Regions from separate parts of the Hordeum vulgare genome. Here region 1 is linked to region 2. Evidence: chromatin contacts called from public Hi-C data. All regions are on one chromosome and are shown on one strand. The core of a region is the stretch at or near the end of the contact, and the rest is flanking DNA. Distances in the headings are between cores, read along the strand shown.

Evidence for each region. A called contact is a pair of places that touch in the nucleus more often than the background predicts.
Region 1: a Hi-C map of leaf shows a contact between it and region 2, with 2.5 times the contacts expected there. The contact joins the promoter of LOC123397180 here to the promoter of LOC123451870 in region 2. A contact is called at or near these places in 4 of 6 Hi-C or Micro-C datasets (leaf and seedling).

Annotation. Positions count from the first base shown.
Region 1 is chr5H:238,875,407-238,878,106 of MorexV3_pseudomolecules_assembly, reverse strand. It overlaps LOC123397180 (O-fucosyltransferase 9-like), which reads right to left and starts at 1,327. Exons shown (of 10, transcript XM_045091829.1): 1 at 776-1,327. The coding sequence starts at 1,153.
Region 2 is chr5H:238,496,333-238,499,063 of MorexV3_pseudomolecules_assembly, reverse strand. It overlaps LOC123451870, which reads right to left and starts at 1,421. Exons shown (of 3, transcript XM_045128416.1): 1 at 1-1,421. The coding sequence starts at 1,191.

The sequences.
Region 1 (2,700 bases), core at 78-2,577, 380 kb before region 2:
TATTGACAAAAGCAGGTAGGTTCGATAGACAAAAATGAATATGCTGGAAGTTCTTAGGACTGATTTAAGAAGTTGGTTCCTCCTTGCGAACATATTTGATGCTCCCAACCTGAACTGAACAATACTAGACTCTGGAGTATTTTGGAGCGACTGATTTAGCTCTGAGTTGTTCAGTTCAGAGTATTTTGGAGCAATACTAGACTAATTTAACTCTGAACTGAACAGCTCATTTATAATGACTGCATTCACAACCTGCCACGCAGAAGATCTACCACCAAAAATCTATAGTTAATCTTCCATCGGAATCGTAAGGAGATAAGGATATTTACTTCTAGACATTAACTTCCTTTTTTTTTGGCAAAACAGAGATATAGTTTGATGCCAACAAACAACAGACTAGTAGTACGCATGAATACATCCAAAGTCACGAGCGTAGCCGTACACAACGGAAATGCGGGGGCGCATGACCTCGTTCACAGGAAGGTAAAAACTAGGAATCGAGAACTAGACTTTTTGCGCAAATCACTCACATACCAAGAACACCAGCTCACGATACAATAATGTATTGGGCGTCGTTCCCGTGATAAATCAGAGAAAAGGCACCAAAAGGGTTCCGAAATTCTCCCCGAACATTTCGCCTAATGCGTTAGCGCGTTGATTGCGTTGTGAAACATGAAGAAGTAGAAGAATCGAACCGAAGAAGCAGGCAACAAGCACGTGAGAACCCCAAATCTCCCCAGGGAGCACGGTAACTGCAAGAAGAAAGACCACCCACCATGCTGCGACGCCACGGAGAGGAGGTGGAGGCAGAAGCGGAGGTGGCAGTCGAAGCGGACGCGGCGTCATCGCGTATGTCCGGCCATAGCCGCTTAAACACGATGTGGCTGCGGTAAACCGACCCCGGCGGCGGTGGGGACGGGGCGGGCGCGCGCCGCCGCCGCAACGATGCCACCGTAACGCCCGCGCGGCCGCCGATGTCGACAGAACCCCCGCCTCCTAAGACGAACATGAGCAGCCCCGTCGCGTATGCCAGCGCGAGGAGAAGGAGGACCACGGCGGCGCGGCGCCTCCCTCCGCCAGCGCGCCCCGCCTGGTGGCGCCGCGCGGCCTTGGCGGCACCGCAGCCGCTGCGCGCCGACGGGGCAACGGACATCGCTCGCTCCCTCAGTGGTGGGGCTCTCGCGGGATCATGCGAGCTCTGCTCAGCTCGGCCATGAAGCGGGTGGCCTCGTTGGGGGCGCCGAGGTTTACCGCGGAGAGGACCGGAGGAGGAGACCTGTAGTGGAATCGTATTGGCAACCGCCGGTGTGCGAATGGTCTCCTCCTATTGGTGGATGCTCGCCGACTTATTGACTGTTACGTGTGCCTTGATTGTTTGTGGCTTAAGCGAAATTCCGGGTTTTATACAGATTTACAAACAAATACTACCATTTCTTTGTCAAGCTTAACAATTCTACTTCGGTTTCCAAAACAAAATCTATGATGGCTCGTCACCGTCTTACAGCATTTTTAATCAATCCCGTGCAAAATAAAGAAGTAAACTTTGAAATAAGCTTTAGAAGGGTATATTTACTACACTAAATTTTAACCATTTCTAACGGATCCCTTACACCTAGCGAAGTAAAAACACTTTTTACCATAAAAATATATTTTATGTACATAGTTTATTTGAACTATAAATGATTATATTCATCCTTTCTCTATAAGCTTCACACCGTTCTAAAGTTTAGTGAATAGCTCAAAGAACCATTGTGATTTTTAAGAAGGATGTGCATGATTATACCTTAGATACAAGGTGCATATGATTCGTACGCGCATCTAGAGCCTAGGCTCTCTCACAAACACATGATTTGCACGCACACGTGTGCATGCTCTACATTGCACGCACGGAGACCTTGTTCACCTTTGCTCCGGCCATGGCCATAGTGACGCGGGGGTGGTTGGTGCCCTCATCGCGCTGCCACATGGAGATCGTCCGCCTGGCGGAGCCGTTGACGACGATGCGCCCAGCCACCGTGAGGGAAAACACGACCATCTTGTGCCTGCAGAGCGCCCCGTCGTTCCTCCGTGCGTTGTCCAGTTCAGCTATGCGCCACCACTGCTAGTGGGGCACGGCCCGTCCGAGGATGCTACGTACACCAAGCGTGCCTCCGCTGCCACGGCAACGACGACGAGGGCAACGGAGCTAAGGCGAAACTAGCATCGACGAGGCCTGCTGTTAATGAGGGCAACGGAGCATCGGCGGTGAGGTCGCCGACGAGGCCGGAGGTCACAACCGTCAACAAGGAAACTTCACATGAGTCGCCGGCCAGCCATAAGGAGGCCTTTGCGTGAAGAAAATGTATTCTCGGTCGCCTCCAGACGGAGTATATTTAGGGGTTGAATAGGGACTGGAGTAAAATTTATCCTCCCTTATAGGTTTTACTAGGACTTCGGCTAGGTGCGGCATAGAGGAGTAAAACCGGATTTATCCTCCCTTATGGCCGGATAGGGGATCGTTTAGAAATGCCCTTAGGAGGAGGAATAATATCATATCTCATATCGTAAGAAGGAGGTCTGTACAAATAAGGAAGAAAAGACCCTACACACAATGTAAACCAATGCAAGAGCTAGACTCCACACTCTACACACCTTACACACCGACATGGATGCCTTCCATAAGTTGTGTTATAAATAAGGGGCATCGGGAGCATCGTAGAG
Region 2 (2,731 bases), core at 172-2,671:
ACCACTCCCATGTCCCAAGGAGTCTGGTTTACTAATGTCATCCATGGCGTAGCCATTGCTTGGCTCATAAAGTCCACCATGCACTCGGTATGGGCTGCCCTTGGCAAGTCCAGATGGTGAAGAACCAACACACCGTTTCAACTGCATAGATGGTGTGGTGTCCGAACCATACACGCCCCTACTAGAGTAAAGCATATCCAATTCTCCATCCCTGTCACTACGCACATCTCTACCAGGGCCAAGCCTTTCAATTTCTCTGCTCCCAACATATGGGCCAGACAAACGGTCATGGTACTGAAACCTGCTGTCGTCTTGAGGCAACCGGGTACTTCCAGCGCCAAGGCTTTCCACACCTTTCACCGTTGAACTCCCTGTCAGGAATCCAGTCTCTGTAAGTGGCACCGAGGGGTACATTGTCCTAGCAGCCAATGATGTAGGTGGTGGCGGCGGCGGAGGCGACCTGCTGTCCAGGTACATTGAGCTAGTCCTTCCAAATCCTGTGGAACTAACTCTGAGTTTCATGGCAGCGTCTCCACAAAACCCATCCTCCTTGTTAATGCTCCGGCCACCAGGGCCTCCAAAGAAGACACTTTCATTCTTGGCAGCACGCCCCTGGTCGTATGGATCTTTTGGGAGCATGTAGTCCGGTGGAGCATCATATCTCCCGTTCGTCGCACAGTCGCCACGAATGTCAAAGCTCCTGTTTGGGCCGCGGTAGCCGCGACCATCATGGTTTCCTCTTGAATCGCGGTCGCCGCGACCATCATGGCTTCCTCTCGGGCTGCATCGATCGCGCTCCTGATGACAGGGTACCCTCCCGTAGTCACCTTGCCCGTCGTCGTCCCTGGAGCGACTTGCGCGGTGGACAGGAGAGCGGCTGCGGAACAAGCGGTGGTGCGGGGAGGGGCCGCGAGGACTCTGGCCAGCACGGTAGCCCGGGGAGGGGCTACGACTGCGAGGACTGCGGCGAGGACGGTAGCCCTGGCAGGGGCTGCGACGACGACGGTAGCCCGGGGATGGGCTGCGACCAGCGCTGCAGCGGGGGCGATTTTCAGGCCGGCGGTCCCGTATACCCATGTCGTTAGGGAGGCGATCACGCATGCCCCTGATGTCGCGGCCACCTCCTGGCCGTTCGTCCCTTCGTCCGCGCCCTCCTACCCATCCACCTCCTCGTCCCCCCCGGCGTCCCATGATGTCGACTCGACTGCGGCCACCGGAGAGATGCGCAAGGGCTGAGCGGATTTCAACCCTGGGGGTGGATGAGAAAAGGCTGTTTAGATCTACTAGGATTCGATCCTCAGATGCAGATTGGAGATGATGGTGGTGGAGACGACGGAGTAGGCGGTGGCGGCCGTTGTGTTGATTTGTGCGGCGGAGACGGCGGGGGGAGTGGGGCAGGCAGCGGTGCCCGGTTGCGGTTGGGATGGCAATTTATGCCGCTGGTGCTAGGCCTCCGCGGTTTGGGCCTACTAGTAAGCCGTGCACGTCTTTATGGTCAATTCTTTTGATCGATTCTCCCATAATCTTAAAAATCCATCCAGCTTCTTTGAGAATTTTGAATTCGTATTTTTTATATATAATCATAGCTACTACCTCCGTCCAAGTGTATAGGACATGCGCGTAGTTCTAGGTTGTCAATTTAACTAGCTAATATATATTATATACGATAAAAATTACATATTAAAAAACTACATCCCCGCATGAAACTAATAATATATTATTTATTACATATAATACATATTTAAATAGTTAAAATTAACGACCTAGAACTACGCGCATGTCCTATATACCTGGACGGAGGGAGTAGTTAGAATGTAAACAGCTAGGATTGTAAAAAATATAGGGATACAAGATTTTGGAAGAAGTTGTGTGAAGGGTCAATGTCGTGAGAATGATCGTGACAATAATACGAGGGGTATGAATGGGGGGCAAAGCTTAGCTAGGGCGCAGTGGATACACATGGACGTACGAGTTCGGGCCCCACTAAGAAGTGGTAACAACCCTACGTCTCGAACCCTGGGGCTAGTGTTTGCTTATAGAATATGTGATAGTAGAGAATGCTCAACCCTTGGTCACGAGCCCGGGGGTGGATTATATAGAGTGCACCACGACCGGCCAGATCTCATTACAAGGCGAGTAATTGTGAAAGCACAATTGCTTCCTAAGGTGGTTTTCGTAATTAATCACAACATATGCATCATTGGACTAATGAGTTTATTCAAGTATATTTTAGAAAAGTTCAAAGATGCTTTGGCTATAGGATTGTGAGGGGATGCCCCTTGATGCAAGGAAGGGATAGGATTGGCTCATGCTTCAAGCAAAAAGACTCTTCATTTTATACTTTGTGAAAAATTATTTTGAGTCCATAGGAAAACCAATACTATTAAAAGGGGATGACGTATTATGATGAATTGGTTGCTCAAGTGCTTAGAGGTAGAGACCAAAAATACTCAATCATTCTCCCGCAAAAATATTTGTGTCCAAACCCAAACCAGCAAAATCGGTGCCACCAACAATTTCCATTCGGCCCTACCGACTTTACACTTGACACAACCTACGCCAAATCCTACCATCTCGTTACCACCAACATTCCTATTGGTGCCACCGAGATTCAATGAACAACTTTCTATTAAGAATATTTCAAGAAACGGAATTTCCAGTTTGAAATCGGCCTCATCGAGATTTGGAAACTAGTCTAGGTGATCATATCGGTACCACCGAGATTCATATA